2 separate regions of the Ovis aries genome follow, and region 2 is linked to region 1. The links are chromatin contacts, called in public Hi-C maps. All regions are on one chromosome and are shown on one strand. Each heading gives the region's core, a stretch centred on a gene start, on an enhancer-like site or on the middle of the called end of the contact. The rest is flanking DNA. Distances are from core to core; before and after follow the strand shown. Region 1 holds the start of REPIN1 (replication initiator 1). Region 2 has its middle 11 kb from the start of GIMAP8.

Region 1 (6,986 bases), core at 1,664-4,163:
CAGCTGGAATTCCATCACCTCCACTTGCTTTGTTCGTAGTGATGCTTCCTAAGGTCTCCTTGACTTCACACTCCAAGCTGTCTGGCTCTAGGTGAGTGTTCACATCATCGTGGTTATTGGGTAATGCAGATCTTTTTCGTATAGTTCTCCTGTGTATTCTTGACACCTCTTCCTAATATCTTCTGCTTCTGTTAGGTCCATACCATTTCTGTCCTCTATTCTTCCCAATAATATTAACTATTATTATTAAGCATTTTGGGGTCCCTGGTCACTCAGATGGTAAAGAATCTGCCTCCAGTGTGGGAGACCTGGGTTCAATCCCTGGGTCAGGGAAGATGCCCTGGAGAAGGGAATGGCTACCTACTCTAATATTCTTGCTTGCAGAATTCCATAAAGAGAGGAGCCTGGCAGGCTATAGTTCATGGGGTCACAAAGAGTTGGACATGACTGAGCAAGTAACACACAGTAAGTATTTCAGTAAAAACTCAAGCATTTTCTGATTGCATGCATAGAAAATCCATTCTATAATCATCAGACTTAGCTTATGTGCTACAATATCCATTCTACCATATTTTCTCAACCTTAAAACTCTGACAAAGTTTCTGACAGAGATTTCTCATATTTGTAAATTTTGTATAGGATAAGTATAAAAGTTACACTATTTAATCAGCAAATAGAAAATGACTATTAGAGGTAAAATAAAGCCTGGACAAATAGAGGGACATGAATCTTAACTCTCTTCATCTGGGTTTTTTAAATAATGACAAGAAAAAATGTTAAATATTGACAAGAAATTCTAAAGTTCATTTAGAAGAATAAATGATTGATTTTATTTATTTATTCATTCAGGTAAGAAGCGGATTTATTGAGAGAGAAACACACTCCACAGACAAAGTGTGGACCATCTCAAAAGGAGAAGTGATAAATGAGTCATTTTAGCTAAGAAAGTTTTGGAGAGAAAAAGGAAATCTGTGTATAAGGGGAGTAGTTACACTAAAAACATTAAAACATTTTCTGTCATAAAAATACAAACATAAAATTTAATTTGGGGAGGGGTGGTGTGATCTCTCTAAATATAAGGCAGAAACCATAGAAGCCTTTTACTTTAAAAGGAGTGCCCCCCACCCCCAAACAAAGTGAAATAAAACCAATTTCCCAACTGTTTTTTTTTTTTTTTGAGGTATTGATTTACAATATCATATTAGTTTCAGGTATACAGCATGGTGATTCAAAATTTTTATAATTTATACTCTATAGTTATTGTAAAATATTTGCTATATTCCCTGTGATCTTATAGGAAATAAAAGAAATAAATAAAAGGATACAATTTATCCTTGTAGCTTATTTATATCTCTGTAGTATACCTACCCTTATCTTGCTCCTCCCTCCTTCCCTCTCCTTATTGGTAGCCACAAGTTTGTTCTCTGTATGTGTGAGTCAGTTTCTTTTTTGTTATATTCAGTAGGTTGTTTTTTCTTATGTTTTAGATTTAACTTATGAGTGATAACATAACAGTATTTGGTTTTCTCTGTTTGATTTATTTCACTAAGCATAATATCCTCCATATCCATTCACATTGCGGCAAAGGGTAACATTTCATTCTTTTAAGGCTGAGTAGTATTCCATTGTTTATGTACACCACAACTTCTTTATCTTTTTTGTCTGTTGGAGGACACTTAGGATGCTTCCCTATCGTGGCTATTGTAAATAATGCTGCTATCAACATTGAGATGCATGTATCTTTTTGAATTATCTTCAGACATATACCCAGAAGTCAATTTCCCAACTTTTTAAAATGAACAAACAGAAAAGTGGGCAAAGGGACATAAGCAAATTCACAAAAGACAAAATACAGTTAATATATAACTACATGAAAAACAAGCCAGTTAACTAGTAATTTAAGAAGCAACATTCAAAACAATGAGAAAGAACAACTTTAAATTTGAAAAAACAGCCTGTATTTTCAAGGATATGGAAAAGAGGGCATTTCTCATAATAAAACCAATAAACTTTTCTCAAAGATAGTTTAGAAAACGTTTGAAAAATATACTTTGCCTTTGACCTGCCAGTTCCCCACTTCTAGAATTTTTAAATCAGCCATCTGCAATAAACTATGAATCCATGATACAGAAAAGTAGAAAATGTATGTGCAGTTATGTTGCAGTTAAGAATCTTGTTATAAAAGAATATTTAATAGGACAGAAGAAAATTCACAACATTGTTAAGCGAGAAAGGCAGAATACATCTTTGTAAGGCATTACCCCAACCTCAAACAGCATAGACAAGCCCAGAAAAAATGCCCGATGATACGTTATGTTGTTCAGTCGCTAAGTCCTGTCCTACTCTTGCATGCCAGGCTTCTCTGTCTTCCACTATTTCCTGGAGTTTGCTCAAATTCATATCCAAAAGGATTCCTGATGGTGATACATACCAAGGCATTAAATGTAACTGATATTTTACGTTACATTTAATGTAAATGTATGAGGTAAGTATGAGAAATCTGCATATTTTATTTCCTATTAATGCAACAGACTTTGTGTTTTAAACAATAATCGTACAGGAGAACGGATACATGTATGCATACGGCTCTCTGCTGTCCACCTGAAACTGTCACATCTTGTTAATCAGCTACACTCCCCAATACAAAATAAAGTTTTTTTTTAAAAATGTACAATTATAAAGTTGCCTGTGTTGAAAAGCATAAGAATACGTGAGACTGTCCAAGTCTAGAAAACCCATGAAGTGTTTCGTTGGGAAAGCCAAGGCCACCTGCTAGACGGTGAGTCAGGGACGCAGACTCGCACCTGCCTCCGCACTCGCCTTTGGGATGCGGTGCGTTTCCAAGCGCAGCGTCCTAGGTGCCAGGACCGCCCGCGCCTGCGCTCGGCTGATTTCTGGAAGCGAGGGCGGCCCGTTTTCAAAGTTCACCCCATCGGGCCTTTCCTTTTCTCCAGCTCTGAACTACCCAGAAGCCGACTTTCTCGGGTCAGCCGTGCCCCCAGCCCGGGCTCAGCCGCTGCGCTATTCACGTTCTGCGGCGCGGCCAAAGGTCCAGGTGGTCGGAGAAGCGGAGGGCGACGGCCGGGTGGGTGGGGGTCGAGGAGCGCCCTCGCCAAGGCTCGGGCCAGCGAGGTCGGGTCTCGCCGAGTGACCGCGGTCCGGCCATGCGGTCGCCCAGGCACCCGCGCTCGCCGGGAGGGACAAAGGGTCGGGGAAACCTGAGCCGGGCCAGTCCAGGAAAAATCCTGCCGGTAGCCATAGCAACGGAGTCGGGGCCCCGCGCGGCCCGCGAGGGGGCGCTGGGGGCGGGAGAGGGGCCCCGCGCGGCCGGCCCCGCGGCCCGCCCCGCCCTCCGGCCTCGGCCGCCGGCCCGAGCCCGCGACTGACCCTCGGCAGCTCCTGTAGTCACGTGGCGCTGGGAACCGGCGGGGCGGGCGGGGGTGGGGGGGCTGGGCACGGGCCTGGCGGTGGTGAACCCGAACCTGCTGCTGTCGCCGCGGCGGGGTGGCGAGCGCGGCCGGCGCCGGCTCTCGGGCCTCATGGACGCGCGACGCGCCTCCGCGCTCCCCGGTGGAGAGGTTCGTCCTGGGCAGGGCGCGGGGTTCCACGCGGGCCCGTGGTGGTGGTGGTGGTTAGAGGGGGGGGGGCCCTACCTGCGGGGCGCGTGACCGGGTGCGCGCTGTGTTGGGGGGTGGTGCACTGCTGGACCGAGTCGGGGGGCGAGTCCGCGCACCTGCGCGCAGGATCCGCGAGCCGCGCTCTGCGTGGGGACCGGAGGGGGGGGGGCCCTTCGGAGAGCGCGGAACCGTGTGTCTGCGAACGTAGACGGGGGGGAGGGGGGCAAAGCACACGCTCGAATACAAAAAGGGGGAGTGTGGGGGTCTGCACGGCCCTCTGCCACCTGGGACGCGGCAGGGGACTCTGCCCGAGTCCTCGTCACAGGAGCGCGCCTGGCAGCCCCCCTGGGAACCCGGCCTGGAATTCCTGTCGGGAGGAGGGTGGGGGAAGGGGAGCCAGCGGGGATTTCAGAGTTCCTGCCCTCGGCCCGGGGGCCTTTGGCCATCAGCATGGACAGTTCGTGCTGTGACCTTACCAGGGGAGGAAGTGAGCCTCCAACGCAGCCCCGGGCTTCCTTGGTGTAGGGGGCACGTTCAGTTTTTAATCCGATGGCCACTGAGGTCACTCTGCCCCGCGGGGTGCCGGGGTGGGGGAGGGGGCCGTGGCTGCCGAGGACACAAAGATGACTTCCCTCGGGGAGCGCTGAGCCTCACGCACGCGTCTTCTCCCCTCCCCGCAGGTAAGACTGGCCTCTCTGCCACCGGAGGTCTGAGCTCTGCCATGGGGGTAGGGGTGTCTTTACTGCTGCAGTTTTCACTGACATCCGGGGGCTACCCGAGTGTGGGCCGAAGCAGGCGCTCCAGCCGCAGAAGTATCCTCGGGAACAGCCCCAGGAGGAGCTGGGCCAAGCCTCATCTCCAGCTCCACAGCCTCCAGGGTAGAGTGTGGGCTTCTTTGTTGGATTCTCGAACCATTTCATGGCCCCAGTGCCCCACTACGGCGGGGGTTGGGGGGGGGCGCTGGAGGGAGGAGGGGGGAAGTTTCACGTTCATCACATCCTGGGAGTCTTCCCAGGGCTCAGTCTGGCCGCTGGGAATGAGTCATGTCTGTGCTCCTGGAGAGGACTACAGGTTTGGGGGAACTTCGGGGGAACTTGTGAGCAGGCAGTGAAGGTCCCTTAGGAGTCTCATCACCACCCCATCTGGCAGTGGGTGTAGGAGACTCCCCTGCAGGAGTCTGGGTTCTCCCCGCTCTGGAAGAGCTGCCCATGGGGCAGCCCCTGGCGGGGCTGGGGCAGGCCGGGACAAGGGACAGAGATTACAATCTCCTTCCCTTTCTTTGCCCCAGTAATCCCAGTCCCCCGAGGGAAGGCAGCGAGGCAGGCTCACCCCCGAGGGCAGCAAGCTGTGGGCGTTCTTTGGATTCAAGAGCGCTCTCCTTCCTGCAATGTCCTCATCACGTGCGGGGGCGGAGGAGGGCAGGCGGGCAGAATGCGGGCACAGTCTGGGCAGGCAGTGGCCTGGCATCGCGCTGGGCTGGCAGTAGCATCCGGAGCTCTCTCCTGCTCCCGAGAAGGGGCCGTTCTCACTGGCTTTCCTGGCCGTGGGAGGCTGAGGCTCGGGAGGTCAAAGTGCCTTCCCTAAGACGGGGTTAGATTGGAGCCCTCGTTCGGGTTCTGCTGTAGGTTTACTCTGTGGCCCCTGGGGCAAGTCCCGTCACCCTGTCGTTCCTGACAGTGGCTTCATCCATCAGACCGGGAGTTCGTATCTCTTGCCCAGCCTCACTGAGTTGCTGCGGAGCTCGGATGTGACAAGAGCAAATAGAAACAAGGAGAGGGAAGCACTCGGGAAAGCATATAAAGCGCTGAAGGGGGAGGTGACTGCGTGTTTTGGTGAGTCCCAAGGCAGCAATCTTTGCGCAGCCAGCCCTGGCGTGTTTACTCCATGCCGGAGGGGGATTCCAAGAAGGGTCAGGGTTCTTCCTTCTAGTCGTTTCCAGGGCCAATAAAGACTTAACAGCAGATCCACTTGAAATGCTTTCTAGAAACCCAAGATGGAAATAACGTAATAGGAGGAAGCAGAAGAGTAGTCTAGTGGTCCTAATTCCAGGGCTGGAGGAGTGGAGGGGGCAGGTTCCTCTTGGGTCCGCTGGGAGGGGCTGAGGGGGGTGCCGGTTGTGTGGTTCTCCAGCGTGACTGTGCCTTTCCACCCTTAGCAGAGGAAGAACCGATGCTGGAACGTCGCTGCAGGGGCCCCGTGGCCATGGGCCCGGTCCAGCCCCGACTCCTTTCCGGGCCCTCCCAGGAGTCGCCCCAGACCCTGGAGAAGGAGCCCCAAGGGCTGAGGTCGCGAAGCACCGCCGCGGCCCAGTCGGGCGGCCAGCCCCTAGGTCGGGCTCATCGCTGTGCCCACTGTCGGAGGCACTTCCCCGGCTGGGTGGCCCTCTGGCTTCATGCCCGGCGCTGCCAGGCCCGCCTGCCCCGGCCGTGTCCCGAGTGCGGCCGCCGCTTCCGCCACGCCCCTTTCTTGGCATTGCACTGCCAGGTCCATGCCGCCGCCACCCCAGACCTGGGCTTTGCCTGCCACCTGTGCGGGCACGGCTTCCGAGGCTGGGTGGCCCTGGTTCTGCACCTGCGGGCCCACTCGGCGGCGAAGCGGCCCATCGCCTGTCCCGCCTGTGAGAGACGCTTCTGGCGGAGAAAGCAGCTGCGGGCCCATTTGCGGCGCTGCCACCCCCCGGCCCCCGAGGCCCGGCCCTTCATCTGCGGCAACTGTGGCCGCAGCTTCGCTCAGTGGGACCAGCTGGTGACGCACAAGCGGGTCCACGTGGCCGAGGCGCTGGAGGAGACGGCGGCCAAGGCCCTGGGGCCGCGGCCCCGGGGGCGCCCGGCAGTGACCGCGCCCCGGCCGGGCGGGGACGCCGTCGACCGCCCGTTCCAGTGTGCCTGCTGTGGCAAGCGCTTCCGCCACAAGCCCAACCTGATCGCCCACCGCCGCGTGCATACGGGCGAGCGCCCGCACCAGTGCCCCGAGTGCGGGAAGCGCTTCACCAATAAGCCCTACCTGACCTCGCACCGGCGCATCCACACGGGCGAGAAGCCGTACCCGTGCACCGAGTGTGGCCGCCGCTTCCGCCACAAGCCCAACCTGCTGTCGCACAGCAAGATCCACAAGCGCTCCGAGGGGTCCGCGCAGGGCGGGCCCCAGCCGCCCGCCAGCGCCCCGGAGCGCGCCCCGGAGCCCCCTCCGGAGCCGGCCCCAGAGCCCGCCGAAGTCCCGGCTGGGCCCGGGCCGCCAGGCGCCGCGGCAGAGGCCCCGCCCTCCCTCCACACCTGCGCCGACTGTGGGCGGGGCTTCCGGCTGGAGCGCTTCCTGCGCGCGCACCAGCGGCAGCACGGCGGCGAGCGCCCCTTCGCGTGCGCCGAGTGC
Region 2 (6,986 bases), core at 2,119-4,618, 52 kb after region 1:
CCAGTGAATACAACAGTACCACTTATGAAGTGAAGTGAAGTTGCTCAGTCGTGTCTGACTCTTTGTGACCCCATGGATTGTAGCCTACCAGGCTCCTCTGTCCATGGGATTTTCCAGGCAATAGTACTGGAGTGGATTGTCATTTCCTTCTCCAGTCCCACTTATGGGACGATGTTAAAAAAAAAAAAAAGGTATCATTGAGAGGTTGTATTCTGTGAATACAATGAAATTAGAAATACAGGCACACCTGCGAGATATTGTGGGCTTGCTTTCAGACCGCTGCAATAAAGTGAATATTGTAATGAAGCGTCACGTGAATTCTTTGTCTCCTAGTGCATATAAAAATTCTGTTTACACTATAGTCTGTTTAGTGTGCAGTAGGATTATACCTCAAACAAAACAATGTATGCCGACTTAATTTAAAAATACTACATTACAAAAAAATTCTAACCCTTATCTGAGTCTTTAGTAAGTCCCAGAGTAACATCAAAGATCACTGATCACCGATCACTGTAATGTAATATGTTAACATTATTTCATATCGTGATAATGAAAATGTATGCAATATTGTGAGAATTAGAAAAATGTGACACAGACATGATGTGAGCAGATGCTGTAGGAAAAAGGACACAGGTAGACTTGTCCAACACAATATTGCCATAAACCTTCAGTTTGTAAAAAAATGCATCATCTGTGAAGTGCAATAAAAAGATGTACACCTATGATTAACAAAAAGATGACAAAATGAATGAATGACTGTGAAAACACCACCTTACAAACTTTGAGTCATGCAACCATAATTTAACCCTTAAATATATTCATCAGAAGAGAGGACTTCTTGGTTTTGAAAATCAAGAAGTCAAGAGTTTAACTTAAAAAGTTAGGAAAAGAACAACAGAATATACCCAAAGAAAGAGAAAAAATAATAAGAAAGGTAAAATTTAATTAAAATAGGAGCTCAGATTGCTTTATTTGGGAAGGCTTTCAACCTCTAATGATAATTCTTCATATATAAACAGAGAATAGTGGGGAAAATATCCCCAAATGTTTTAATGAGGCTAGTATAACCTTGAAAATGAAACCAGACAAGGACAGGACAATGAAGGAAAATTTTCAGCCCGTCTCACATGTGAGGATCTCCACAAAAATCCAAAATAAAATCTCGGCAAGTCAAATCCAAAAATATATTTAAAAATGTATCATGACCAAAAAGGGTTTATTAAAAAAATATAAAGAGGTTTCAACATAAGGAAAATCTATTAAAAAATATACCACTGCAACAGATTAATGGAGACAGGGCATGGTCATCTCAGTATATTCAAAAAAAGCAGCCTTCCTCCTCCTCACCTCAGTATGCCTTCCTCCTCTGCTATTTTTTTAAAATGAAAGTATAGTTGGTATTAGCATTATGTTACTTTCAGATATATAACATAGAGATTCAAATTGTTTATAGATTATACTCTAAAGTTATTATAATAAAATACTGGCTATATTCCCTGTGCTGTACAATGCCTGTTTGTAGCTTATTTATTTTATACCTCTAGTTTGTACCTGCGAGTGGCTCAGACGATAAACAATCTGCCTGCAGTACAGGAGACCTGGGTTTGATTTCTGGGTCAGAAAGATCCCCTGGAGAAGGGAATGGCAGCCCACTCCAATATTCTGGCCAGGAGAATTCCATGGACAGAGGAGCCTGGCGGGCTACTACCCCTATCTTGCCCCTCACTCCTTCCTGCTCCCCACTGGTAACGGTTAGTTTTGTTCTCAATATCTGTGAGCTTGTTCGCTTTGTTACATTTCTTCATTTGTTTTATAGTTTAGATTCCATGTATAAGTGATAACATACAGTGTTTGTCTTTCTCTCTCTGATTTATCTCACTAAGCATAATGCCCTTCAGGTCCATCCATCTTGCTGCAAATGGCAAAACTTCATTTTTAATGGTTGTGTAGTATTCCATTGTATATATATATATACCACATCTTCTTAATCCATTCATCTGTCAGTGGACACTTAGATTGCTTCCATATCTTGGCTATTGTAAGTAAAGCTCCTATAAACATTGTGTGTGGGCGCTCAGCCGCTCAGTTGTGTCCAATTCTTTGTGACCCCATGGGCTGTAGCCCACCAGGCTCCTCCGTCCATGGAATTCTCCGGGCAAGAATACTGAAACAGGTTGCCGTTTCCTTCTCCAGGGGATCCTCCCGACCCAGGGATGGAACCCGTGAGTCTTGCGTCATCTGCACAGGCAGGGGATTCTTGGCCACCGCACCACTGCATTGGGTGCCTGTAGCCTTTCAAATTAGGGTTCTCATTTTCTTCAGATACCTATCCAGGACTGGGACTACTAGATCATACGGTAACTATATTTTTAGTGTTTTGAGGAATCTCCATACTGTTTTCCATGTGATGGCACCAATTTGCATTCTCATCAACAGTGTAGGAGGGTTCCCTTTTCTCCACATCCGATTACTTGTTATTCGTGCTCTTCCTACTCTTCTTTATCTTTTAAAAACTCACCCTCTCATGGGTAAGACTTTGCCCCTGTTCCCTCTTCCTGGAATATTCTGGAAAATTATGCTCCCAGACATTCCCAGCGCTCTCTTGTCAATGAGATATCTGTACAGCTGTCATCTCATGGAGACATTTTCTAAACGCTTGGCTCAGCAGCTCCCTAAGTGTGCTTTTCCCTATCAACCAGCTTTATTTCCTCTGCCACAGTGATCACAGACATGACCTTGTTTATTTATTTGTTGGTTTGTTCATTATCTCTCTCTTCAAATGTAAGTACCAAGGGCAGTGGGACTCTGTCCATCCACAGCCCAGAACAATGCCTGGTACAGGTTAGGTGCTGTATAAATACTGGTTGTGTCAGCTGACTTGGGTTTCTTGGCCGTTACTGGGGCATACTCAGGAAATTTTACTGTCTAGAGAATTAAACTTGTTAATTGTTTTAAGTATAAGGAAGTCTTTTTGAGTCTGCAGTTAACAGCAAAGTTTATATGTCACTCTCATCGACATTCAGTTGAAAGTTTATTGATTTCAATTTTTCAGTTTTCTTTAGGTACTCTGGAATGAAAATAGTCCTTAACATTTTTATAATTTTGCAAAACCTGTAAGCCCCAAGCATTCTACCTGTGGTGTCTACTGGAAAGTTGGACCTTTTGGGGGGAATTATGTAATTTATATATTTCTCTTTTTGTCCGTGAATCCAGCAAATGGAATTTACTTCGTTTTTAAGGTGCAAGTTGTGTGAGATGATCGGTTGACTGTGTCCTGAGGTGTAGGCTGCACATAGTTAGCCACGCCGCTTGTCAGATGCCAACGGGAAAGACGCGCCCTCTAGCGCACATTTCGAGAACTGATGTGGCGTGAATTGGACTTTGTTCTCTGAGGCCTGCCTGGCCGCGTTTTTATTACAGTGTACAAATCAGGGACTATGCAGGCCGTTAGTAAATATTTGCTGGATGAATAAATAGAACCATGAGGCTTTCGAGTGCCCTATGGAAGTGAGTGAAAAAAAAATCAGAGCTGTAAACTGTCCCCTTAGAGATGAAGTGAAGGTTGATGATAACCCAAAGGCTGATGAGAAGAGAAACATGGAGGTAATGAATTTCAACATACATTTCTCGTCTGAGTTTCAAGAGGGGAGAAGAAGAAAACGTGGAGTAACTTTCCAAAGGGAATGAGCCAAAAATCTGGCGATGAAAACTTGCTCATCAAAATTTATTTAAAGGGACTTTTAAAACGGGAATAGGCCCCAAATGGGGTGAGGCACAAACTCTACAGTCTGCCGAGTCGACCACAGGATGAGAGAAAAAGAAGAATGTAGTAAGAGTGGGAAAAACAAAGGCCAGCTGAAAACGGTGGGTTGTTTTCATCTGTAAGCAAATCTTTAAAATATAGACGTTACACTTACATGTGGCATCCAAAATGTGGCACAAATAAGCCTGTGTATGGTGGGCTTCCCTGATAGCTCAGTTGGTAAAGAATCTGCCTACAGGGCAGGAGACCTGGGCTCGATTCCTGGGTCGGGATGATCCGCTGGAGAAAGGATAGGCTACCCACTCCAGGTGTTGGCTTCTCTTGTAGCTTAGCTGATAAAAAATCTGCCTGTAACGCGGGAGACCTGGGTTCGATCCCTGGGTTGGGAAGATCCTCTGGAGAAGGGAAAGGCTATCCACTCCAGTATTCTGGCCTGGAAAATTCCATGGAGTGTATAGTGCATGGGGTCACAAAGAGTCAGACATGACTGAGCGACTTGCACTTACACTTTCACGCTCATAGGTGGTGCTAGTGATAAAGAACCCACCTACCAAGGCAGGTTAGACCTAAGAGACGCCAACTGGATCCCTGGGTCAGGATGATCCCCCTGGAGGAGGGCATGGCAATCCACTCCAGTACTCTTGCCTGGAGAATCCCATGGACAGAGAAGCCTGGCGGGCTACAGTCCATGGGGTCGCACAGAGTTGGACACGACTGAAGCAGCTTAGCATGGCAAACCCATCTATGAAACAGAGACAGAATGGCGGATATAGAGAGCAGATTGGCGATAGGAGCAGACTCCTCCAAAGAGGAGGGGGTTGAGGACTGGGTGGAGTGGGAGGTTGGGGCTAGCAGATGTAAGCTTTTATATATAGCATGGATAAACAACAAGGTCCTCCTATATAGTACAGAGAACTATATTCAGTATCCTGTGATAAACCATAATGGAAAAGAATACATTAAAAAGAATACATCAACATGTAAAAAAAAAAATAAAATAAAAAGAATACATATAACTGAAACACTGCTGTACAGCAGAAATTAACACAAAATTGTAAATCATCTATATGTCAATAAAAATATTGATAATATATGGCTGTTATTAGGAAAATTTGAATACTTATTGGATATTTGATAATATGGAATTAATAACTAGGTTATTGTGCTTGTACAATGAAAGGACTTTTAGTGTTCCTACGCAGGGAATGCAATGCTCTCTGAAATTTGCTTCAAGACCTTTTGGGGCATGGGTGTGAGAAGGTGCAGCTAGAGACGAGGAACTACTGACTGTGTGTTGATGATTTGAAGCTGGGTAAGAGGGGACTGGGGGTCATTACAGCCTTTTGTCTACCACTATCATGTATTAGAAGATTTCTGTAATAACGAGGTGAAGTATCTTCGAGCCCAATCCTTCAAGCCCTTAGAATGTTCCCTTCTTAATACTTCTGAAAAAGCGGAAGTATTGGGGCAGGGAGGAAATGATTGAGGCTGATTTAAAGTCTTGGTTTTGAGCCCTTTCCTTTTGTCCAAAACATGAGGATGGGGAGGAGTCCAGAGGATGCTCTCTTAAGGGGTGATGCCATATACGGGTCTCTTCAAGATGAGGAAAGATGATCTAATTATTAAATAGGTAATTGGGCCAAATTGCTTTGTGGTCGAATCGACTTAAGGATACATTGACTGGAAAATTTGAAAACTTTCCCAAATGCTACTGAGGAAATAAAATTGCCTTAAAGACAATCAGCTAGTTGAGTATGAATCAATTTTTGACCTCGAGAATGGCAGTTCTAAGCTGGAATGTCTTGAAGGTTTTTGTTGTTGTTGTTGAACTAAATGTGTTTAAAAGGAAAACTGACATAAAGCACTTCTGAGAGAATCCTAGGTCTTTGGCGTGGTTACGATCACAGAGGAGTCTGATCCCTTGGGGTGGAGGTGGGCTGCAATGCCTCTGAAATATCAAGAGAGCCGGTGGGGGATGCTGAGCCCTTGCCTGGATTTCAGAGGTTGAGGCTCAGCTGTAACAGAGTTCTCTGAGTGAATGGCTGCTCTTTTGAATTTTTGGAAATCATTTCGGTGTTTGCCTGACCTTAGAAAAATTCTAAGGAACGCTAGGAATGCCTAGGGAGTGTATTGAGAAAGGCAGCGTTAATTCAGCTTCCAGTAGAGACAGGTTCTGGGCTCCACACTCTGGGTCTTCTTTCTGGATGAGGTGGGATGGGCGGTGGGATGCCACGGGACTGCTGTTTGTATTGCTGGTGCTTCCACTGACTTTTCAGTGACCACCGCACGGAAATGGCTGAGGTTGGAAGAGCGTGAGTCTTGGTATGAAAACTGGGTTAGAATCCCAGCTCTGTCACTTCCAGCTGTGATCTTGGGTGAACTGGCTCCTAACGGGAATTTTCTGTTTCTCTGCCCGAAGAAAGGCATGAATGCCTGTTGGGGAGTGTCTTCCTGTTTTTTTTTGGTTATTTCCTAACTTAAAAAAAACAATTGAGGTATAACTGATTTTTAGTGTTCATGTCAAGGGTGTAGCACAACAATTCAGTTATATATATATATGTGTGTGTGTGTGTGTGTGTGTGTGCATGTGTGTGCTAAGTCGATGCAGTCATGTCCAACTCTTTGTGACCTCATAGTCTGTAGCCTACCAGGCTCCTCTGTCCATGGGATTCCCCAGGTGAGAATACTGGAGTGGGTTGCCAAGCCCTCCCCCAGGGCATCTTCCCGACCCAGGGATTGAACCCAAGTCTCTTATGTCTCCTGCACTGGCAGGCGGATTCTTTATCACTAGTGCCACCTGGGAAGCTATATATATATTCCTTTTCAAATTCGTTTCCCTTATGGGTTATTGCACAATATTGGGTTGAGTTCCCTGTGCTCTACAGTAGGTCCTTGTTGGTTATCTGTTTTTTACATAGTAGTGTGTATATGTTAATCCCCAACTCCTAATTTATCCCTCCCCCCGTTACCCTTTGGTAACCATAAGCTTGTTTTCTATGCTGTGGGTCTGTGTCATTTCGCCAGGCTTCACCCGTAAACGATATTGGGTGGTATTTGCCTTTTCCTGTCTGGCTTACTTCACTTAGTGTGAGGTGCACTTCCAAAGCACTTCCTTCAGTGTCCATTTCAGGGCTGCACCCCTGAATCCTCGTCCCAGCGCGGGACAGGTGCCACCCCGCCCTGGCTGCCTGCAGCCCACCTGGCAGGCAGAAGAGATGCATGG

Evidence for each region. A called contact is a pair of places that touch in the nucleus more often than the background predicts.
Region 2: a Hi-C map of mixed tissues shows a contact between it and region 1, with 2.7 times the contacts expected there. The contact joins the enhancer-like site here to the promoter of REPIN1 in region 1. A contact is called at or near these places in 5 of 16 Hi-C or Micro-C datasets (blood, hypothalamus, mixed tissues and 1 more).

The regions. Positions count from the first base shown.
Region 1 is chr4:113,936,357-113,943,342 of ARS-UI_Ramb_v3.0, forward strand. REPIN1 (replication initiator 1) reads left to right here and starts at 2,914. Exons shown (of 4, transcript XM_042249009.2): 1 at 2,914-2,985; 2 at 4,298-4,495; 3 at 5,243-5,449; 4 at 5,773-6,986. The coding sequence starts at 4,339.
Region 2 is chr4:113,988,248-113,995,233 of ARS-UI_Ramb_v3.0, forward strand. No RefSeq gene overlaps it. Among named protein-coding and RNA genes, the nearest start is that of GIMAP8, 11 kb to the right of the region's middle. Within about 2 kb of position 3,369, at least 5 of the 54 cell types and tissues checked have an H3K27ac peak or open chromatin away from gene starts, as enhancers often do.